Linked DNA regions of Mus musculus: all the other regions are linked to region 2. A link is a contact called in public Micro-C and promoter capture Hi-C data. All regions are on one chromosome and are shown on one strand. Each heading gives the region's core, a stretch centred on a gene start, on an enhancer-like site or on the middle of the called end of the contact. The rest is flanking DNA. Distances are from core to core; before and after follow the strand shown. Region 1 holds the start of Lrif1 (ligand dependent nuclear receptor interacting factor 1). Region 2 holds the start of Kcna2 (potassium voltage-gated channel, shaker-related subfamily, member 2). Region 3 overlaps Strip1 (striatin interacting protein 1). Region 4 holds the start of Slc6a17 (solute carrier family 6 (neurotransmitter transporter), member 17).

Region 1 (6,095 bases), core at 1,052-3,551, 380 kb before region 2:
TTACCAACTGTGTAACTTCCAGAGAGTTGTTTGCTCTTTCAATGGCTAGTTTCTTAATTTCTTAATTTTTTGTATAATGATTTTACTGGGTTATTTTTGCCATAAATGAGTGTCTATTTATAATGCACATATCAGTGCCTAGAATATGCTATTATGTATACATTTTGTAGAGTAATAATAGGTAAGAGGTAGTAATTAAAATCATGGGAAGGGATATTATCAGCTGGGGACAAATAGTTTTAGAAAATAAGAGAAACAAGGAATGAGAACTCATTTATTTAATAAACAGAAATGGACCCTTATAACACACCAAGTAGATCAAAAGTTAGAAAGAAAAGCATATTGCTGTTTCTTCAAGAGTGAGAGAATAATGATGTTGCTGACTAAAGATTTTAAGTGTGAGATAAACTGCATTAATTGTAATAAAGAGCTGCAAGAATTGTTTAATAAGCATGTAGGATGCTATGATCCAACTCCCAGGATTTTCTTCTGATGTGGCTATGGTCTTATTATTATAGTACTTGGACTCTTGCCAATAGGCATGCCTCAAATATCAGCCTCTTTCCATAATTGCCTTGGCTACAGAATTCTTTCTTAAATGTGGGAATGAAACTCCATTTTTCTTTTGGTCACAGCATGGGTGCAGTGACTGATTATTATAAGCATAAACCCTCATGTTTTCTTCCTCTACAGGAAAAAGTTTGAGGGCTATTTCAGAATTGGACTGAGGCAGAGAAGATTTTTGTTGAAATGTATCTCAGGCTAATTTCTCTCTCTGCCAAATTTTTCTTTCACTGAAACTGATAATCTAATAAACTTCTTGTCCTCCCAACATCTGGATAGCACAACCTGTGATAATTAGTCTTGAAGCTTTAACCCAGATGAATAAGAAAAGCCCGACTGGAAAATATAATCAATAAATGGCAATTGATAAGATAGCAAACAAGGTAGGCAGCCTCCCAAGTGCCGTACCCCCCCCCCCCACACACAACACACACACACACTTAGACACACACAAACTCTTAGAGAGGGTTCTCACTGTATAACCCTGGCTAACCTGAAACTCACTTTGGTGACTAGGCTGACCTCAAATTCAGAGACCCACCTGCCTCTTCCTGAGTTCTGGAATAAAAGGTGTGCACAGCAATGTGTAGCAAAACGCATTTGATTTTTTTGTTTGTTTGTTTTAGTTGTTGTTGTCATTGTTGTTTTTTCCTAGTAACTTTGATTACATAGACAAAAGATGCCATAAAGCTTGAAAGCATTAAGGTCTGCCTATCTTTCCTGATGTCTTTAGTATGAGAACAGGGTACTTTATTGTCAAATAAATGTGCTATACAAAAATAGGAAAATGATACTTTCTCTTGACATATCAAAACCTGAAGTTCTTAAAAATCTTTAACGTTTAGCAGTTAGGGGTATGAGTAAACCTTTCTTCTTCCCTTTTTGTGAGACTAGATTTCATGTAGTTCTTGATGGCCTTCTACTAAGTAGCCAAGGGTGATCTTAAAGCCCCTATCGTCTTGCTTGTACTTTCCAAGCGCTAGAATTGCATATGTGTGTCACTAAGCCTGGTAATTCCATTTTTAAATAACCATATAAACCTTCAAATTGTCTACCTTATCAGTGTCCTGAATTTGAACACTGCAGCATACAAGATTGCCTATGTCAAATAAAATTTTATCTTTGAAAACACTTTCATAATATTCCACACCTAATTAAACTATAATTCCTCCTACCCATTAAACAGTATGATCCCAATTCTCAAATAGTCATTAACTGCAGGACTCTAGAGAATTCTTAGAGCTGGTTTCTGGAAATTAAGAGTTTCAAAAAGTTTATACAGGGGATTTAATGCACAGACACTCAAAGAATTGAATACATGACAGTAAGATACAGTTTTAACTGAGGTGTTAGTGTGGGAATGGAGAAAATGGTTAATCGATTAATGTAGAGCAAAACTTCAAGAAACAGAAAAAAATAATCACTTCTAGCCATGAGAAGGGAGATAAAGGTTTTCAACAATTTATGGCAACTACCAAATGCCTATCTGTGTCTACTGAATAAAACTGCTAAGGAGGACATTATTACATTGGCTTGCAAAAGCGCATGTACAAGTGCAGACAATTTAAGCCTGACACCGGAAGTATTTCATTTCATGTAGGCAGTGAAAGCACTTTCTCTTTTAGTTCCTCCTTTGATCCGGAAGAAGAGACCTCAACCTTCGCTGTCGATTGGACCACGTCATAAGGGCGGGGCCATGGCGATCCATTCGCCTTGGTAACCATATGTGACGTAGCTGTATGCCTAGGATCCCTGGCTCTAGGAGCTCGGTTTTAGTGGGCGCAGACTCCGATCAGGCCCTGTCGTGGGTGGTGCTATTGATGCCACGCCCCCCACGTCCTCTCTGACTGGCTGTGATGCGTCACGTAGCCAGAAGAGACTCGCCGGAAAACTGTGAGCTTGCCTGAGGTAGGAGTCTTCCGGCTTCTACAGCCACTTCCCACGGAAGCTGGGGGAGCCGCCCTCTCAACTATCTCCCGTCACACCCTTCTGTTCGCTCGCCTCAGACGCTGCCCTTCCACACCCGTGCTCTGGTTCGCGCCTACTTGGGGACGCTGTCCCCCCAGTATTCACTGCCCTATCCCCTCCCACCCATCTAAAATGTCTAATAGTCTCCAGAGCGTCATTCTGAAAACCGCAGAGGAAAAGTCAGGCTCGCGCTGGTAAGTACCAGTTCCCAGTTCTTCAGGCGCCCGCCCACACCCTGTGACTTAGGTTGTCATGGCCGCGTCAGCTGACGTTCAGCCGCGCGCACCGGGTGCTAGCTGCGGGGATGTGGGAGCACAGCGCCATCACAGCACACCTCCTTACACCGCACCCACTGCACACCAGTGCAGAGCCCTTGGCTCCCAGTCCTCTCCAAAATGTAAAGCAGCCCGCGATTACAACGCAGCTACCATCTCCTGGCCCCCAGCGCGCCCTACGCCACCCGCTCGAATTTCATAGGCGGAACAAGTAGATACCCACGGAAGTAAAACCAACTTGGCGATGCTCCAAGAATCTCAAACACTTACCAAAACACCCATCGTGGATTAGCAAGTGCAGCCCCGCGGCGCTGTAACTTCAAGTGAAAATAGTCCCATTTTAATGTACTTAGAAAATGTGTTCTAGAACAAGGGACTTTAGTATTTGAAAATTTCAACTAATATGGAGAAAAGTAAAAACTTGAAATGTGTTTTTCCAGGTAACACATTTGAAACGGGTCTAAAAGGGGTGCATCTCATTGGTTGTCTCTACAAAGGAACAGTTGGAACACTGTATGGCTCTGGTTAGGTAGGAAACTCACTATAGCCAGGACTGTCCACAATACAGCCTGGGTTTACCTCGTGTTAGGATTACAAAGGGTTCTGACAGTCTTTGGTTTGGAAATGTATCACCAGTAACATTTTTCTTTTAATTTTGTGTTAATCCAGATGAAATAAAAGCAGGAACAACAGAATATTCCTTAAGGAACAATTCTTTAATTTATGCTTTCCAGAGTTAATGAGTGCTTGTTGAGAAGCAAAGATTAGTAAGTCTGTAGAAGGTAAATGAACAACATAAAATCTAAGAGCAAAACTGATGAAAGGGGATTGTGGTTGAAAAAAGAAAATCTACCTGGTGTTTATTGCAGCTTTGTTTGTTACCATTTATGAGACTAATGTTTCACTTTCTAATAAAAATAATGGTATCAGGGAATATTTTGATAACAACAGAAAAGAAATAATTTAAGAAAGAAAGGATTATTTAAATATTTGCTCCAAGTTTAAGAACATGAATTTGTGTCCTGTTTCTAGGTTTCTTTTAGTTACAAGTATATACAAACCCAAATTGCAATGAAAAACCAATAGTGATTTTAAAAAAAACACACACACACATTTTCCTTTAAAACAATGCTCTAACAAAAACAAGTGACCATCCTGTGTCAGCCTTGCCAGTAGCTGAATCTTTAGGAAGCTGTTACTATGCAAGTACCCCCCCCAAAGTCATTAACAGTAACTAGTGAGCTGTTAACATAGAAAGAACTGTTATATAGCAATAGAGACGGCTCTTTGGTAGTCTGTATTTTGTGGAAATTTAAAGATAAATTGTATCCTATACAGAGAAGCAAAAGTAGAAGAAATGCTTTTTAGTCAATAATTTTATATGTTTTACCTGTATATGATATATTATAGATGATATAACTTATGTGTTTAAGATCATATTCTTTTCCAGTCCTATAAGATTAAGTGGTGCATTAAAGTTTTTTATTATGCCCTTGGGCTCTCTTTTAAACACTTTCTAACAATTTTGGCAAATTTTTAAGTCAGAAAAATATCTTAAATTCAATTATGTTTTGGTTACTTTCAACTTCTTTAATTCATTGGCTTATTTTCTTGTGCCTTGTTATATTTTCATGCTTTTATTTCTTAAATTTTCTGATATCATAACATATTCGGAGTAGTATTGTCATAGAGAATATTTATTACTTAATGTATGTAATTTAATCAAGCATAAAAATAGGAAACTCAGTTTTATAAGAACAATGCAAAAATCTGTATATTTGCAGTGTAGTAGTCATTTAATTATTAAGATTTGCATTGAATTCTTATTTACTCAGTTGTGTACCACAGGTAGCATAATAGCTCTAACGTTTGCTTTGGTCTGGTAACTATTTCATCTATTGGAGATTGAGTGTGCAGAAAATTTTTGGAATAGGATTGATGAGATTAAAATAGGTTTGAGTAACTAGTGACCGTGCTGATTTAGAATGAAGATTGTATTTCAGATGACTTCAGAAATCCGAGGGCTTGGATAAGATGGTAGAGAATTAGATTTAAAGAAATGGAATAAAAATTACACATACCTTATTAGGAAATTACTAAGATTTATTGAGAAGCTTTCTTGTCAATATTTGTGAATTAAATGAGACAAAGACAAATGTCCAGTTAAAATTACTGCTCTCAGCATGTGGCTTCATTCACTTGGGAAGAAAATGTTTCATTGCTGGTTGATGTCTTTGGTTGTAAAGTTTTATCTTTACAACTTCAGAGTAAACTTGGAGAGACATTAACACCATATAAGCTAACTGGACTTATGCAATTGAATTGTTGAACCTTGCTTTTTATATAAAGTATAAATAAGATTCCTTAAGGAAAGCATGTAATTCTGTATAAGTTATTGAAAATATTTTAAACCCTTGTATTTTTTTTTCAGCTAAAATGTTGATGACAGTGGAGGTCTATATTGCTTGGCTTTTAGGATTAAAATTAATGGTGATATTATTCCATTAATAATATATAGTATTTAATATTATATGAATTGTAACATATAACTTCTTACATATTTTTTATAAATAGCAAGAAGGGAAAGTTTGGTCTCCTAACAGATGAAAATACGTTATTTTCAAAACCATAAAATTTCATTAGCCTCCAACATGTTAATTATTTCATTTCTAATCCATGAGTGATAAAATATCCATATAGAGTAGTAAAAAACAAAACCAGAAACCTCAGAAATTAGTTTTGTTAGCATGTTTATCAGGACTTTTAATTTTGAGTTAGGCTATGACTGCATTGATCAGGCTGTCTTAAACTGAGACTTAGTGATCCTCCCACTCCTACTTGAGTTTCTAAGTACCTGGAACTATAAATATATGCCACTGTGGTTACATAGGTTTTTCCAAACTTAGTTAGCCAGTATGTCTAAGAGTCAAAATTAGAAGCCTGTATGTAATCTTTATATTTCTCCTTTCTCTTTTTAAGTCTTAAAATTTTGTTTTTTTTTTTTTCAGTGTCATTTCTCAGTTCAAATAGTCTAATGTATAATTAATGCGCTAAACATTCTAAGTGACTAAACTGCCTAATAATTCTAAGTAACCTATTGGTGACATTAGACTACACAATGTGATCTCTAAGAAAATGGAATATCTTGAAGAAAGTGTAGTGATTTTTAGTTAAATTGTTAAGTCAAAGATTCCTACTAAATCTGAAAAATGTATTTATTGGTTGAAAGAGTATGTATGAATTTTATTCTGACTTACCACTTTTCTCTTTGGAAGTTCACATTTCAGT
Region 2 (5,749 bases), core at 3,021-5,520:
GTCAGTAGGGGCAGCACTCTACTCTCAAAGATATTCTCCAGTGTCTGATACACACCCACAAAGCATCAAAGCAGCAGCAGCAGCAACCATAATGAAGCTCACAGTAGACTCATTCCACTTCTAAGTCCATTCACCAATGGACTTTACCAACTCCATTCATAAGCTCCTTGATCCTTTGGAAGTCTACGCACTGACTGCGGATGTTAGCTTCAGTCCTTCTGCCCTCTCTTCTCTCTCTACAGCCAGTTAGCAAGGAGGCGGGGCTTCAGAGAATGCAGTACTTATTTCACAAATGAACTCCTGAGAAGGAAGGTCATGTGAATATCCCATGGTCCACAGAGCTCTTCAAACTGAGACTGGAAACATGTTGTCTGTGCCTCTCTTTTCACATGGCTGAGCAGTGCACAGCCCAAAGCTGTGCAAATATGAGCGGCATTCACCGAACTGTTCTGTGAGCAGAGGACTGGAGTCTGGAAGCTCAGACCATAGTTTCTAGTCCCCAAGTCAACATATGGCAAGTTAACTATTAACCTAAAAGCAATCTTCCTGTCAAGTCTGAGTCTCTCCTCTGGGTAGGAGGATTCGCACTCAGGGTTTTTAAGTTCTGACAGCCTGAATCCACATTCTGAACCCAGAGCCTGGTATCCCATTGGCAGGCTGACATGGCAACTTATGGATTCACACAACCTTGAGACTGGCCCCAACCATACCGTTTACCAGCTAACTTAGCCTACTCAGTGTATGATCCTCTCTGAGCTTAAGCATCTTTCTCCGTGAGTGAAATAGTCACATCTTTCCCTAAGCCTGACGGTAGGCATCAAATACCCACAGTGCACCTCTGCCCTGCCTGCCAGTGGCCTAGAAGAGCTGGACCAACACACGGCAAGCACGGGAGCACCAAAAAGAGGTACTGGTCATACCAGGAAGATGATACAAGCAAAACAAATTATGGGGTATTTCTGGGTCCCTAAATAATGGTGAGAGGAACTGAGAACTTCTCCCTCGGGAGGGGATGCACAGAGGATTACAAATCTTTTTTTCTTTGGGGAAGTTTTAGGACTTTATTGTTGTATGTTCTGTATAATAAATTGAATCTCTTAGAATGTAGAATTTGATAAGCATGAGTGTGCACCTGCAAAACCAACAACACACTCAACATAATAAACATAACCATTGCCCCGCCCCCAAAGAAATCCCCTGGCAATCCATCTCCCATGCCCTCCCAGGACTTCCAGCCATGCAGCTGCTGACTGGCTTCCTGTCTTTGAAGATTACGGTGCTTTGAATCTTCCAGCATGGTAGATAAATGTAGCTGCATGGTGACTCTGACACTCGGTGTGATTACTCAATAATTGCCTACATAAACTCTTCTTTTAATGAGTATAATTACTTGCCACTCCTAACAGTGGTCACCACAACGTTTCCCTAAAGTCAAGGCCTGGGTCCCATGCAGGAAACCAGACAAACGGGAAAGGAAAGGTCTGGGTGGGCCTGGGGTGTTTCACCAAGGAAAAGGAACACAGGTCGCTCTGGGTTTTCTTTTGGAACCAAAACTAAGAACTGCAGACCCAAAAGAGGAACTATCAAATCAAAGCCTTTCTGGCTTAACTTACCGGTGGAACTAGTTAGCTCTCCACTCCCTTAGGTTAGCCCGTCCCACAGTGAGGGGGCTTTGCTTTCCTTTTTGACAGATCAGGAGATTAAAGCTCAAGGATTTGGGAGTTCAGGTTCTCACAGCTAACAATTGTCTATGCTGGGAACTGGATCCATGTTCTCTTTCCTACTATTCTGTTCCCAGCCCTGATACTATCAAATGTGTCCAGAGAGTGACCGTTCAGGACAAGAGCTGTTGCCATAGCCTTTTCTTCTTCTTTGCCTTCATTAGTTATTTTTTTCCATTGTCATTCACACTTAGGTCAGACTTTAAAGGAAAGAGGGAAAGTGGATGTCATATGAGAAGACAAAAGAAAAGTGGAGCCCAGAGGAAAATCCCAAAGAGAAGTGAAATTCAAAGATACTTGTCATTAACACACACACACACAGGCACACGGACTTATACACACACACACACACACACACTCACACAGCCATACACACTCACAGGGGCATACAGACACTCACAAATACATGAGAACATACACACACCCACAAGGGGACACGCATGCACATGGGCACACATATGCACATGGACACACACTCACAAAGATACATATACTCACACAGGCACACATACACTCACAGGGACATACACACACTCACAAACACACAAGAACATATAGACATACACATAGGCGCACACACACACTCACATGGGCACACACATATAGGGGGGAATCCGGATCCCAGGACCCCTGGAGTCACAGGTATCTGATTCAAGACCTAGAGCCACCACGTCTTGTCCTTGTGCAGGTCACTTCTTTCCCTCTGCCTCTGTGGCCCATCCAATGACTAGTACTGACAGGCAAGTCACAAGACTATGAGGACTGAAGGTTGGGCTGGGTCACAGGAGCTCAGCACAGCATCTGACACATGGTAAGCACAAGCCACCAATTACGATGATTACTAATTCTCCCACAAGGGTTTCCTGCTCTCCATACCTTTTGTTCTATAAATAAGACAATGAAACTATAGGCATACTCTTTAGTGGACATAAGCATGACAAATGGGAGAAACAGAGACCCTCAGGGGAACCATCCAGAAGGAGTACATAGCTGAGCACTGTAGGTTGTTTCTGCTGAATAGCTGAGACTACGGTAGAAAGCAGGATGAATAAGAAACACAGCCCAGTGGTTAGGTACAAAGAGAAACACAAACGGAAGCCTAAGAGATCTGAGAGCAGACAGGGCACCAGAAACCATTGTTTTTTAGGTGATTGTTAGAGATAAACTCTTCATGCACAGTTTACCACTGACAGGTTGCTTCTTCTGCAGCAAATTTACTTATCCAATAACTTGACAGAAATTGAAGTTTGAATTTGGCAAGTGAAACACCCAGGCTAGACTCTGGATCCTGCATTGACAACCGATCTTCATAGCCAATCTTCCAGGAGCCAGAAGCCAAACGAGTCTGGTCTTACAAGACATTGATTTCCCTCTAAGCCCACCAAAGCCTTCTAGCTTTGTAGCTCTAGGTAGGGTCCAATCTTTCACCCACCTTATAGGCTCCCACTGGGAAATGGCCGAATCTCTTAGAACCTTCCCTTGCAGGGAAGCAGGCTTTCAGAGTTTCTGATACTTGCATAAAGAGAACTGTCTTAGCAGAAAGGGCCAGGGAAGAGTCTTTCACACACCAGAGCCCCTCTGAACATCAGAGCTCAGAAGTTCATTTCAATGAGTCCCTCTGTGGAGTATCCGTGTAGGCGGTTCTGACAGGGGGCCTGCAGAACTGTACTAGTGAAGGCTTGGAGCTTTTGCAAGGTTTGCAAGCCAATCTGGACCCCCTAAAACACTCCTATCCCCAACCTAAGCCAAGAACTTCCTATACAAATTATTTCCGAGGCAAAGGGCATATCCTGCTCTACCATGCACCCCCACGGTGAGATCGTGGGCCAGCTGGTGGTGTTAAGATCTGTGAAAGGGCTTTTGTAAGGAGCCTGCTCTCCCAAGGGCAACTGTGTGTCCCTCCGCCCTCTCTGTCCAGAGCCCTGGGGAAAGGAAGTCAGAAAGGCTAGAAGCCAGTCCTGCAGTTCTGTTGTTCTGCAGTTCCCCCCAACCCCCACCCCGTGGGGGGCAAAGACAGCAGTGAGTTTCTGCTACACTGAGGCCAGGCCCTCACCTGCTGTATTGTCCTGGGAAACCGAGTCTGTGCTGGGTAAGAGAGAGGTGGGGCTCAGGAGTACTGAAGGAAACGGGGATGCAGAAGCAGAAGGCAGGAGTGGGGGGACTGGGGTCTGCAGATTCTGTCTGGCAGCATCTTAATAATAGCAACACATCTCCCTCGGGGCTGGCTCGCGCTCGGGCCTGGGATGGTATTGATCAGTTCATCCTGCCTACTTCATTATGTTGGCAAGAACCTCTCAAGCGCTCCTCAACTTCTACCCTCTCCCCTGTCTCCCGACCCAGGCAGTACCCAGCTGAGCTCTGCGCGGAGTTTTGTTTGGTAAGCTAGGTTTTGTCAAAGAATGGGGTGTTTTCTTTGCGGTGGGGGTCCGGGACACAGGGATCTAACCCAGTGGCCAGCTTGGCGGCGGCGGCGAGCGACACACCTCGCTAGCTCTGCCCCAGCCGGCCCCTTTAATTCGAGTTCGCTGCGGGGCCAGGTGCGGCGCTGCGTGGCGCGGTGCGGCGCGGTGCGGCTGCGGGCGGCGGCCGGGCGCTCCGTACGCGCCGCCCGCGGGACTGCAGAGTCGGCTCCCGGCTGGCCGCCCGCACCCCGCCGCCACCACCGCCACCGCCCGCTGTCCGGGTTCTGCCTGTGCTGGCTGCCACCCAGGAACATGGAGGCTCTGGTACCCATCTGCAAGGGTAAATCAGTGTCCGGCATTCTGCTGCGCATGCTGCCATCCCTGACCGGCTGCAGCGCCCATAGGGGCTGCAGGGTACCACGGTAGTCTGGGTGGGCGAGGTGGTGCCGACCCTTGATGTCGGCCTGAAGGGCTGTGGATCCGCACCGGCTGCGTGGGACTTAAGGGGGAGACTTGTTCCTGCAGAAGAGTGCATGGAATGGGCTCGGGGACCCTGTGGTCTGTGCGTGACATAGGGCGGAGGGCGCAGATTGGAGCTGGCGGGTGATGGGAAGTGCAGCTGACTGCATAGCCACCGCTGGTAAATAGTGGGTGGGTAGGACCCGAGTCACTTGGGTCCTCCTGGTTGCATTTGCCTCTCGGCAACGGAGTAAAATGGGCTTCTCTGCAGTCTCTTGTTTTTTCCACTTGGCCGGGGTGGTGGGCTGCCGTGAAGCTCTCCAGCCTAAAAGGAAGCTAGATCTGGAGCAGCTGCCTGGCGACGCCTGCTCTGCACCCTCAGAGTTCGGGCTCCTGTGTTTCAGGTGGAGATGGAGTCTTGGTGGTCCCTCGGCTGGACCTCGCAGGCACCAGCTAGGCTGCCCTCCGGCCCGCAGCGGGAGCCCACCGCACTGCGCAGGAAGGGGTTAAGGTGGCACACTCTAGCGGTCCGGCGGCTGTGGGCTCCGGTCAGCCCAGCGGATTCCGGCGGGAGCGCGCCCGGCGGAATCCCGGCTGGAACCCCGGGCGATGGGAGAGGGCCCAGACCCCTCCCCGGCTCTGGGGCCAGCGGGATTGGGTCGGCGGGGGGCCAGCCCGGAAGCCAGCTTTCTCTAGGCTCCCCCTCTATGTGAAGCCAATCCGCCCCGCAGTCAGGCAGCTTGAGCGTTTGTTCTGTGCTTCCCTGCCGAGATGTGAGGGATTTTCTCTTGGGAAGAAATCGGTGGTCGAGTGCTTGCCCAGCTCAAATGCCACCCAACCCAGAGCAAGGCCTGAGGCCCAGGGATCCTGGAGGGAGAGTAAGTTCAAGCGACCCCTTCTATTAGGCATTCTACAGAGGCAATCTTGCTGCTTGTGGGACCTCTCTAGCTGGGAAGGAGTGTGTGTTGTGGAGGAAGGATTGCTTCTTTACCAGGACATGGCTAAGGTCAGAGAGGAAAACCCTCCCTCTTGGGAGATATGTCTTCTGACACCAAGAAAGCTGGGTCGCTTCTGTTGGCAACTGAGGTCTAGGGAGAAAGTGCTTCAAGCTGATGGGAAGGGAAAGCTTATGGTTATCCAGGAGAGGTTAGGAAAAGGCTCCTGTGG
Region 3 (6,109 bases), core at 877-3,376, 510 kb after region 2:
GTACATTAAAGAGCACTGGACCCTTCTGTGTAACTCAACCATTTTCAGAGCGTCTTCATGTTCATCTCATTACCCGGATGAAATAGCCCAAAACTGGGTGTCTCCAAGATGTTTACACACAAGGACTTGAGTTCTAAAGGGAACATGACAGTGACATGCCATAGTCGGAGAAGCTGCTTTGCTCTCTTCCTGAGGGCCAGGACCTGAGTCTAAAGATGAAGGCACTCATCTGCTCTGGTTCACTGGCCTCGTGGTTTTTGTTTTGTTTTTCTTCTGCAAGGAAGAAGAGAGTCTGGGAATGACTGCAAAGAAGAGCGGGAGAGGTCAAAGCACCAGGCTAAGCAATTTCAGAGAGCTGGATGCATGCTGGATTAAGAATGTAGAACCCACCTTCCTCAAATAGAAATCTCAGCATCTATACTTCTTGTTCCAGCATGTAGCAGCAGATCCACCATGCAAACAAGAGTGGTGAGACTCCACTGTCCTATGCAGGTTACCGTGTGGGGAAAGAGTCAGCTACAGGGACTTTCCAGCCCATAAGGCTATGTGACTTTCATGTTCTGACCCTTCCCCCTGGCTATTATTAACCATGCCGCCACATGAAAGCACATCCCGGCACTTAGCAGGTTGCAGACCCAGCAGGCACTGTATCTAAATACCAACAAAACAGGCTTGCCCTGGAACATTTCCTTTCTCAGTCAAGGCTCTCCTTTTAGAGATTTAAGATCTCATACATACGGCCTATAGGGGACTTCTAGGAATTACGAAAAAGAACAGTCCTGTCACTAAAGTCACAAGGAGGTTAAGCCTGAAGAAAGGAGCCTGAGGCTGCTATCTGAGCCAAATGAGGTTCTAGGACTTGAATGGATCTGTTCCCCTTGTTTCTCCCTTAGCCATAGGAGACACCTGCACTCTCCATCACTCTCCCACCATGAAACGGATTCCTGATAGCTCTGAGCACACAACTATCCTCTGTCCCAACCAACTTCACTTAAGCCTAGTACTAACTGGCTTGGCTGAGGACAGCTGCGGCGCGTCATCCCGAGAAACTTGACGTCTCTACTGAAACTACAGCAAGCCTAGCAGTCAGGACCCTGATCCTCAGCAAACCCAGAACCCTAAAGCAATGTGCCCAGACTGATGTGGGCCGACGACCAAAGTACTAACCCCTCCTTCCCTCTACAACAGGTAGAAAAGGCAGGAAGGCAGGCAGGCCAGAGCTTAGCCGGGTAGCCTGTCATGCTGGGGAAAGGGATTCTTGAGAGAACTGATCATTTTCAGGCCATATTTCTCAGAGAGAATCTCACATAGCCTAGGCTGAACTTGAACTATGTAGTCAAGACTGACCTAGAACTTCTGATTCGCCTGCTTCCACCTCTCAAGTGCTGAGAGTACACGTGTGTGTACCACTACCCAAGGCTTCTTTCCTACCAGGTAGGCACTCTAGTGCCTGTGCTGCATCCCCAGTCCCCAGAGCCTGCATCTACACACAAGGCAACACGGACAGTTTTGCTTTCTTTTAATGTAAACAGAATACACAAACACAATAAAAACCCCACCATGACACCAGAGATCACACAGAGTTTTGTATATTTACAGGTCATGGCAACCGAGAGGAAACCGGCACCTCTGGCTTCAGGAAGCCTCACTCCACCTTTGACCACATCCAAAACCAGGGTGCAGAGGCTGTGTGTCCATCACTTCTGGACAGAACTCAGCAGGATGCTGGGATGGCACGAGATAGTCCCAGAGCACAGCCAAGGTGCTGACTCTGTTCTTGGCCCTCAAGCGGACCCTCCTTCCTGACCAGCTGACATTGCCAAAGCTGCCCAGGAGTCTGTGGGACCTCACGATACAGCTGCTGTCGAGAAGGGATGCCAGGCCCGGCTCAGCTTTCCCCAGCCTAGGGCTAACTGTGAAATGAGTTTCAATCGATCATATCCAAGAGAGGAGGGTAGAAGCTGGGCAAGTGGAGGGAGAGTAGATCCCAGCTTGGAGATGACAGCTCCTGAGTAGGATGCTGGGAATCAACCAGAGGCTAACCTGGGTTCACTCACAGGCCCAGGGCAGGCTGTGGAGGACTCAATGGAGCTGTGCTGCCACCTGGAGGGGAACAGGAGCACTGCAGCAATGGTGAGGACAGTCCCTCAGGTATGAGACAGACAGATCATGGTCTTTTCCAGCCCTCTTCACTGCAGCAGCTCTTCCCAGGAAATGGGCTTAGAGAAGACCTCCCTCTCTAGCCATAGGTCATAGTTCATCTGGAAGTCCTCAGGAAGATCTACCCGCTGGCCCAATACGCTCTGCAGGCAATTGTCCACTGGCAAGAAGTCAGGGTTGCTGTGGGTCCGGTCATAGCGCCGGGCATTGAAGCGTTCAATGTTGGCACGGAGAGCACACTCCTCTGCCTGGAAGTCCCATGGCCGGGCATCAAGATCTGGGGCAAAGCAGAAAACTCGGTTAGGAGTCAGCCCTATAGCAGCTCCCCTTGAGTAGGAGCGTGATTTTAACCAGAAGATCATCTCCAAAGCCCATCCTCAGGAGAGGATAGTCAAATATAAGGAGAAAATCCTTAACTCTGAGAAAGAGACTTGTTCCCCCAAAACATGTCGACAGACAGGAGAGTCCTGGAAAACTCGTTTTTAAAGCACAGTCTCCCCTTGGTTCTAGATGACAGAGATAACTCCGAGACTCCATCATCTGCTCCTCCTCTCACCTCCATGACAAAATGTCATGCACCACCTTGAGCCCAGATGCCAGGCATAGTCACAGAGTGATGTGACTGCGACAGTGTAACACAGCAACACCAGGTAAACAACAGTTAGACTGGGAGGATGTAGATATCCAACAGTCTACAGAGGCCCAGGAACAGGAGGCAACATGGCTAGCGCTCAGGGACCAAGTGTAGTTTCCCTCTGTACCTGTACAGTCTATTCTCAGGCACAGAGGGCACACTGGAGAGCATGGGCATCTGTGGCTGCTGGGATCTGCAGAGCTCCTGAGAGCAATCCTCAGCTGGTACTGAGGTTTCATACTCTGTCCTGGAGTCTTGGGTGTGACAGAAGCTGGGTACCAGCACACAACGGGCTTGAAAAGAAAGCTGCAAACTCTGGGATCAGGCAAGTGAATGATTGCCCCTCCTGTCTTAATGTTTAACTTCATTCCTATGGGAACTAGAAAGCTAACAGGAATCTTACTCAGGGGCAACAGCATAGGATGGGTGTGTTGAAAAGATTACAGGAGCCAAATCTGAGGCCAACAGTGGGGAGAAACTAGAGGCAGAGCCGGTGAGGATCTATAGATTTAGGTAGCTGCAGTAGGGATAAAGAGGGGATGGAATCTTATGGCAATTTCTGGAAAAGACAGGATTTAGAGTGGAGGGACAGAGAAACAGATGAACACAGATACTGAGTAGCTTCCCAAAGTCTTGCCCAGAGCCACTAAAACTAGATCCCGGCCCTGCTCAGTGCCTAAGGGCAGAGAAAACTAAGGTACCACAGGCAAGGAGTCAAGTCATCCCTTGTCCTACCCTCTCCCACTCTTGCGGCGTCATATGTGGCCTCACCATTGCCGTACGCCCAGTCATCGTTCAGCCGGTGCCGCACCTTCTGGTAGATGGCAGACATCGTCTTCATGTTGCTCTTGCGCCACTGTCGCCCCAAATACTTGGTCTGCACCTTGAGCAACTTCAGCACGTAGAGCTGCATCATGGCCTGCTTCACCTTAAGGGCCCGCTTCAGGATGGGTGCCGACTTGAACACCACCAGCATCTGGGCGGCCATGGTGGCGGCCATGGTGAGAAAGCAGTAAGTGTGAGTGCCACTACATGGTCACTTAGCACTTCTGGGGTAGCAGACAGGACCACAAGCCATGCAGTTTCTCTTGAACTCACTGGTTCACTGGCACCTGAAGTGTTAGGCACTAAGACAAGCAGAGCTATAGCAAACCACTAAGGTTGCAACCCTAATTATGGCTCACTCTGTAATCTAATCTCTGAGAACTCATGGACCTTCCTTGTTCCAAAGCATTGCAGGGCTAAGGTGGCTCCTGACTCCTGCCCATCACTTCCCACCCAGGATCAGAAAGATCAGAAAGTGTCTGTGGTTGAGGGTTTGTTTCAGGGCATGCCTGAGAGTCTCTTCCAGCTTCTGGTTGTACTCATCAGAGAACCAGAAGTCTGCAGACCTGAACGAGGACGATGCTGCCTGGGAAGCCCCACCCTGAGGACCACGTCCCAGGTGAGGCGGGCACGGCATGGCCCAGGCTGGCTGCAGCACCAACTCACCATGGTTCTCGAGTGTTTCCACTTGGTTAGCTTGTTCAAGATCCGAAGCAGATTGATGCAAGAAAAGAGATTCCTCCAGCAAAACTGGTTGTTGTCACCAGCTTCCTGCAGGGAAAAGCCAGAGACAAACACAACTATCACGACTGCAGGCTGCTCAGCAGCAGTGTCCAAAGGCCTTGACTGATTTCAATGATTCTGTCACAGAATGCCCCGGACTTCAGTGGGAAGATGTAGGCAGCTTGAGTGGGCAAATCCTAGGTGAGCAGCCCTGACTAACCACACAGCCAATCCCCAATCGTTCTGCTCCGCAGCGTCCTCTCCCTGACTCTATGGCCATTTCTGGTACTTTAAAAGCCAAAGGTGACCTCTTCTGGAAGACACCTCTTTGTGTTGGGGGAGGGAATGCTCATACCAAAGGGGTAGGCAGGGAGATCTGGGCCACTCACCAGACTCTCTGCAGTTAGCTCTGGAAGTTCGTTCACCACGCAGTGAGGGTAATCCAAGACGGAAATGCTACAGAATGCAAAAAGACCAGGTGCTCACTGTGAGCAAAGGCTGGGTCTGCCAGAGCAGACGTGATGAGCTGAAGAAGAAGGAGCAATGTACCTCGCTTGCTCTAACCTGGTTTCCCTGACTATAAGATGAAGAAATACCTGCTATAAGATGGTATGTACAGTTGCTCTGTGACTCAAAAAGCTTGTAATGTAATTACTAACTGTGAGGGGTGGAGACACTATTGCAGCTTTTCCCTTCACATGAATCTGGGAGGTAGGACTAGAGACAAATGATTTATGCCAAGCCCTCTTAGAGGCCACAGCTAACTGGATTCCCTTGTGATGTCTCACACTGACAAGCAGGTGCTACCGGGTACAGTGGGTACAAGGAGGCTGTGAAGAGTCCACGAGAATCATCAGAGAAGGCTTTACAGTACACAAAGCCAAGCTCTGTACAGAGACCTGGAAGCAGAAAGGGAGGAAGGATAGAAGTGGCAATTACAGAGCCTAGGGTGAGAGCCTCCTGGTCACTAGCGTAGCTAATCCCATAACTGACACTCTGTCATTCATTATGTCTTTTTTGAGGCCTGGTAGATAGATGTTTAAAGAAAAAGTCTGTTCAATAGTCTCAGTGGAGAGGCAGCTGGAAGTCTTGCCACCTGTCTACACCACCCTTTCTTGGTCTCTGGTCCTTATCACCTGTTCTTGGCAGTGATGTAGGACATGATGTTTTGATTGAAGAACTTCAGGATCAAAGGGATGCAGTTGGCAAATACCAGGTGCTGGGCCATGTATTCAAACTGAAACCAACAGAAGAAAAATAAGCACAGCCCTGGTTCTCTTTTGTCTAGAGATAAAAAGCCTTGGCTGGAGGCCCTCGTGTTAGAATGCTGTGCAGAGGTCAAGTGGGCTCGGAAGTGAAGCCCTACTCTCTGGGCTAGGGGAGCTGCACTGCCAGAGGCCCCGCCCAGCGCACAGGAAGGAAGGCAGATCCTGCAGGTACCTGGTAGATGTGGTTCAACTTAAAGTGCTTGAGCAGCAGCAGCAGCACGGCAGAAATGGCCTTAACGATGACCTCTTTGTGGCGGTTCACATCCACCCCCAACTTCATGCTCTGCAGTACTGTGGTGCTAGGAACACAAGCGCCTGGGTGAGTTACCAGCACACAGTACCTCCTTCCCAGGTGTCCACAGAGGAGATGGGCTTCAGAACCCTCTGGCAAAGGCCTACGATCCACAGACACCTCGGAGGCCAGCCTTAGGGTTCTATCTCCCAAGTGATCCAGCGGGAACAGCTTCTTTCATCTCGCCAATACACACTCAGTCCCTTT
Region 4 (5,511 bases), core at 706-3,205, 420 kb after region 2:
TTGGCTACCCCTACACTACCTGCAAGCTCAGGCCATTCCAGCTCACGAGTCCTGCTAAAGAACTCCAAGGAACTCACAAACAGCTGACACACGACTCTGTGTGACTCAGGCTAAGCCAACTCCAATCAGAGCTGGTGGGCACGATTCCCCTCCTGCACTGAGTCACCAAAGGCTAAGCTGCAGAAATTCTCTATTCGACTCAACCACCTACTTAGCCACAGCTGCTCCATTAGAGGAAAAGGGAACACAGGAGCTAAAACCTCTGATGGCCTTGTCCACAGCCAAGGGCAACCAGGTGTGACCTGAAAGTCCTTCTCTCCCAAGAGATGGACCTAACTTACTAGATGGTATAATGTGAGAACCGCGGGAGGTGCAAGATGTTTAAGCTCCACATAGCCCACCAAAATAGATACTAAAGTTTTGGTACCGTTTTTTATGGAGCCATTGCAGGGTTTTCTCAGTCCCTGGCAGTTTTTTTGTTAAAAGGGCAATAACAGTCTTTCTTCTTCATCCCCACTCAACCCAACCCAATCCAACCTGCTTCTTGTTCACAACTGAACTGCCTCCCATAGTAGAAATTTCCTAATTCACATGTCCCATTAAACTATTTCTAAGGAGGAAGAGAAAAGGACAGAGGGAGAGAAAGGAGGAGGGAGGGAGGGTGAAGAGAGGGAGGGAGGGAAGTTTTCAAAGAATAAAACCCACTTGACTGCTACTGGGTCCGAGTAGCCTCAAAATTGAACTTGAACACAAGATAGAGCTGTTTGGGCTTTTAAAGAGGATGAAGCATCAGGCTTCCTTCTCAGGCGGCCGCGCCCCTAGGGGAGCAGTCCTGACGTACTGCGAACATCCCTTCAGAGCCCTGTCTGCACAGGTTTAAATGTGGCGGAGGCCTCTCTCCAGACAGCTGGCCCCTCTAGACTGTGGCCCCCAGTGCACATCACCTGTCTCTGCCTTTCGGTCCCCAGATGTGCTTCCCTCCTGGGAGGAAGGGCTCTTCCACTCTAGCCCCAAATTCACTGAGGAGCAGCCCCAGGGCTGGGAATTAAATCTCGGGCGCGAACGTTCTGCTTCTCTAGCCAATGTTACCGTCAAGGTCACGGGCCCGTGGCCGAGTGTCTGAGGCTGGGGTCTCCAGCAGCGCCGGAGCCTCCCCGTGGGGCTGCGCCCTAGGCGCGCTCCAGGCGGAGGGACCCACCGAGCTGGCCTCGCTGGCTCTTCATTAGTGCTCGCCTCTTCAGCTGTCCTGTTACCTCCGGAGTTCTGGGGCATCCTGAGCTCCAGAAGCTGAAGCTCAAGTCCAACCTGTGCAGGAGCTGCCGTGCACCCTTGACGCGCCAGAACGTCGCCGCCCCGGGCCTCCGTCGCCAGGCAACGATGGCTGGAGCGGCAGGAGGAGCCCCTGAGCCAGCGCAGGTCGTGTGGACCCAGAGAAAGCGCCGCCTTGCACGCTTTCAGGCCTTTCAGGCTGAGGCGGGGCCGCGCAAGCAAAGTTGCCGTGGCTGTCCCAGGGATGCCATTCGGGGAGCAAACAGCGACTCACCTGTCCCGCGTGGGCCGTCGCGCGGACTCGGCCCCTGGATTTCCGCCGAGTGGCCGTGGTCCCGGACGGGTCGTGGGTGCACCGTCCTTCCCGAGGGCAAGGGGAGTCAGGCAGCGACAGGCCCCAGCTGGGGCTGGGGGACCTGGAGCTGCGCGCGCCGGCGCACGCGACTCAGCTGGCTTGTCGCTCCCTCCGTCGCCGTGAGTCCCAACCCTGCTCCCGCCCTCCGCTCGCTCGGGGCTCTAGGGAGCCGCCCCGGGGCTCAGATCCCGCCGCGGAGGGAGCGCGTGGCTGCGAAGGCCCCGGCCGAGTGCCGTCGTCCCCGTGCCCGGTCCGCGTCGGCTCTGCGGAGCGGAACGGAGCTGGGCGGAGCGCGGCGCGCGCTGTTCCCTCGCTTTCCGAAAGGCCACCCTGGCGGCGGGGCGCCGTGACGCAGGCTTGACTCACGCGCGGGCCCGCGTCAATGCGAGGCTCCCCGGCTGCGTGCGAGGCTCTGATGGCGGACCCAAACAGAGTGGTGGGTAGGGAGCAGGAGAGGGGTTGCCGAAAGAAGCCTCTTGAGATCCGAAGGCTCTCTTTAGGCATCTGCTCTCAGGAAAATAAACTGCCATGGCCAAAGGCCTCCTGAGCCGAGGACCTCACCTGTCATTACAGACTCACCTTCTTTTGACCCTCTCAGGATTCCAGTCCCACTCAGTGGTTATTCTTTCCATCTCTACGTGGATGGTGCCTCGATTCCCACCTTTGGCTGCCCCTTCCCCCTGGCATTCTTCCATCCTATCACCCCACAAGGCCAACCTCTACACAACTCAAAAACCTGACAGATGAGTCTAGTGAGGGCAGTAAGAGAGAGGGAAATTGTGACTGGGTACCAAACAGGTGTTGAAGGATGCTGGCCCCAAGGGATACGTAGACAAAATGAGGAAAGGCAGCCATTGTGGAGGGAATGTATTTATTTGCTCAGGGTGAATGCAAAAGTGTAGACTATGTGCATACAAGTGGTTGCCTGAGCAGAAACAGCTGGCGAATGACAAAAAGTGACAGGGCCTGTCTGGCTAGAAGTGCTGTTCGGGAGTCTGAAATAATTGTCTCTGCTCTAGAGGACCTTTGGTATTTCCAAACAAGTACCTGTTTGGAAGGGGTGGAGGAAGTGAGATCATGATGGAGACCAGAAGCAAGTACTGGGATAGTCTGTACTTCAGTCTAACTAGCTGGCTGGCCACCGATTTATGGATGATGACTGAAGACACAGAAGCCCAGGGGCCAGAAACAAAGCACATGTATTGCAAGTGAAATGATTCAGATTCGGATCAGTTTCTCAAGTCCTGTGGGAGGGCTTCAAGTTTAGGGAAGCCTAAATGTTTTATAGTGGACTCTAAGAAAACTCACAGGTGATTTGCCCCTACAGAATTTTTATCATAATGAACAGCAAACAACACTTCCCTCCACCTTCTCTGTTCTCTGAAGCAGATCGCTATGCAAAGATCCACCAGTTTACTGTGCAAAGATCCTCCAGTCCTTACTGGAACAAAAAAAAAACATCAGTTCCTTGGCCCGTGAGACATCTGGACATGAAAGATACCCATTGAGAATGATCTCTGCCAATAGATGGTTCTTTTAGTTAACAAGTATTTAGCAAGTCTATTGTTTGCTGAGCACTGTTGCAGTCCTATGGATGTTACAGGGAAGACCCATCATGATCCCTGCCCTCACAGAACATATGTTCTGGTGGACTTAACCAGGAAATCAGCAGGATGGAGGTACACCGAAGGAAGAAGTGAGTAATGTAAGAGGTGTGGAGGAGGTGAACAAACCCAGTGAGACAACTGAGATGCAGAGAGGGGGCGAGAGGAAGGAGAACCTCAGATAAAGGTGGTTTTAAGGAAAGGAGTTTTAGAGTTTGTGTAATGATTGCAAAGAACTTTTGAGCCCAGTGAGCCTAAGTTTTTTTAATCTAGATTGTCATCACTTACATACCCTGAGTAGGATTTATAACCTAATGAGCCTAACGGTGCATACTGTAAGAAAATGCAATCCTATACAGTTGCTGTTATGATCACATAAGATGATTATTTTAAATTATTTGATGTCACATGTGCTTGATAAATGGCAATTATTGGGTGACTGTATTGTCACTAAACTAAACAAAAAAACAAAAACAAAAACAAAACACCTAGGAAGAAGAAATTTGGGGAAGAAGGTAAGTATATATATCAGATAGAAGTCCCTTGTCTCATCATAGCCACTTGCTGACAACCTTAATCCTGAATAGGCTCAATACCTGGTTTCTTCATGCAAAGTTCTCGGTGGGGGGGGGTGCGGAGGGGGGAGCGTGAAGTCACCATCTCCCTCTACCTTCTCGGTCGCCAGCCTTGGGTGGGCTTCTTGATTCCCAGTGCCTCTATGTGGCTTTATGAGCCATCAATTCCTCTCCTCAATTAAGGCCTCCTCAAGTTTCTATTCTCTTAACCATCCTGTGTCTACCCATTGCCTCCCTGGTCTTTCAGAAACCGCCTTGGTCCTCAGAGCAGCTACACTCCTTTCCTCCCTCCCATCCCTGGGAGAGCAGGGGAGCCTTCCCTGCTGTCAGAATCCAAGCCCTTCTTAGCCCCTGGGTCCCATGGCCCACAGCTTCTTGACAGCCTGAGTCAACCTTAAACATGCTAGACTCTCCTGCCACTGTGTCTTTCTCGGCAGCTTTTAAGCATGTTCAAATATCTCCTTTAAAAGTGGCTCAACTTTCTTCTTCCAAGTTCTCTGTCCCCATTTCCTCCTCTTCCCCTCACTCCATAGCCAACTCTCCTCTGTCCTGAAGTCAAGATGGATCCCATCAATGGCCTCTGACTGACTAAATCCACAGGGCATTTTCCAGTCCTTGTTTTATTGACCATTCTCTAGTACATTCTTGGACCCCTCTCCTTCATTATGTCCCCACTCCTTATGTCCCTCTGACCTCTGGCCACCCCCCTCCCCCATTCTCCTGCTAATCTTTATAGACTGAATTCTACTTGGTCCTTTTGTCACTCTGCGTTGTTTCTCTGTTGCTGGTATATTCATTCTAGAGTTTCCTGAGTGTGGCGCACTCAATTCTTTACATTTCCAGGCAGATGTCCTTATTCAGAGACCACCCCCACCCCCACGTCCTGAAAAACAGTCAACTTTGTGCCTACTGCCCCATATCCAACTCTCCATGTCAGAAACCCATCTGTCACCTTGCAACCCACCTCCTCCTTATCCCTTCGTGATATCCACATTAAATCCTGGAGGTCTTAGCTACTAAGTGCCTCTAGCATCTGGCCACTTCTCTTTAATTCTGTCATGATCTTGGTCTAAACTATAACCACCACTCACCTGGACACTCATAGTCTCCTGACTCAGACCCAGATTCACCCCTTTTCTCCTTTCAAGAGGAGTCTTTAGAAGTGAAGATGTAACGGCACCCTTCTCAAGCCCACAGTGCCTCGGAGCCCTTTCTCGTCTCCACTCTCATCCATCACTCCTCCCTCTCTGGCTTTTCTGCAGCCCACTTGCTCCAGTAGCCTTCTCTCTACTCTTCCTACGCTTTCCTGGCTCAAACTTCAGGCCCATCTGCTGGCCCCTCCTCCTCTTCCTTCGTTTCCTGGCCATTCACCCATATCTTTCTGACCATGGAGGAGAGTAATGCTAACCCCTCAGGTGGATACCCCTTTGTAGCCTTTCTTACAACAATGGTTAGGTGTTTAAAGATGTGACTGGTTTCTTGAGAATGGTCTCCTTGGCTGACCTGGAAGCTCCATAAAGGCAGAGATCATGTCTATCCTCAAAACACAATGGGCTCTCTACAAACATTAACTAAAAGAATGGAAAAGAGTGGTTAGACATGTGAGTAAGAACACCAGGAGGGCAGGCTGGGTTCAAATCCAGAAGTCCTAACCACAGAGGACAATGCTCAGACCATGCAGAGGAAGAGTGGAGATGGTCTGGAGGGA

The links. Promoter capture Hi-C pulls out the DNA fragments that hold promoters and counts their contacts. A called contact is a pair of places that touch in the nucleus more often than the background predicts. Capture Hi-C pulls out chosen DNA fragments and counts their contacts.
Region 1: a promoter capture Hi-C map of pancreatic islet shows a contact between it and region 2. The contact joins the promoter of Lrif1 here to the promoter of Kcna2 in region 2. A contact is called at or near these places in 2 of 115 datasets of contacts at active chromatin or transcription factors (CD8 T cells and thymocytes) and 1 of 9 other capture datasets (pancreatic islet).
Region 3: a Micro-C map of palatal mesenchyme shows a contact between it and region 2, with 2.1 times the contacts expected there. The contact joins the enhancer-like site here to the promoter of Kcna2 in region 2.
Region 4: a contact with region 2 is called in a promoter capture Hi-C map of embryonic stem cells. The contact joins the promoter of Slc6a17 here to the promoter of Kcna2 in region 2. A contact is called at or near these places in 2 of 39 promoter capture datasets (both in embryonic stem cells) and 1 of 115 datasets of contacts at active chromatin or transcription factors (embryonic stem cells).

The regions. Positions count from the first base shown.
Region 1 is chr3:106,719,381-106,725,475 of GRCm38.p6, forward strand. It overlaps Lrif1 (ligand dependent nuclear receptor interacting factor 1), which reads left to right and starts at 2,302. Exons shown (of 4, transcript NM_001039488.1): 1 at 2,302-2,726. The coding sequence starts at 2,665.
Region 2 is chr3:107,097,297-107,103,045 of GRCm38.p6, forward strand. Kcna2 (potassium voltage-gated channel, shaker-related subfamily, member 2) reads left to right here and starts at 4,271. Exons shown (of 3, transcript NM_008417.5): 1 at 4,271-4,463.
Region 3 is chr3:107,611,030-107,617,138 of GRCm38.p6, forward strand. Strip1 (striatin interacting protein 1) reads right to left here. Exons shown (of 21, transcript NM_153563.2): 16 at 5,783-5,909; 17 at 5,479-5,579; 18 at 4,732-4,798; 19 at 4,286-4,390; 20 at 3,566-3,770; 21 at 1,503-2,437. The coding sequence ends at 2,190. Among named protein-coding and RNA genes, the nearest start is that of Gm10961, 18 kb to the right of the region's middle. Within about 2 kb of position 2,127, at least 17 of the 459 cell types and tissues checked have an H3K27ac peak or open chromatin away from gene starts, as enhancers often do. A contact at or near this core is called in palatal mesenchyme, where this site is marked.
Region 4 is chr3:107,516,063-107,521,573 of GRCm38.p6, forward strand. Slc6a17 (solute carrier family 6 (neurotransmitter transporter), member 17) reads right to left here and starts at 1,956. Exons shown (of 12, transcript NM_001293689.1): 1 at 1,544-1,956.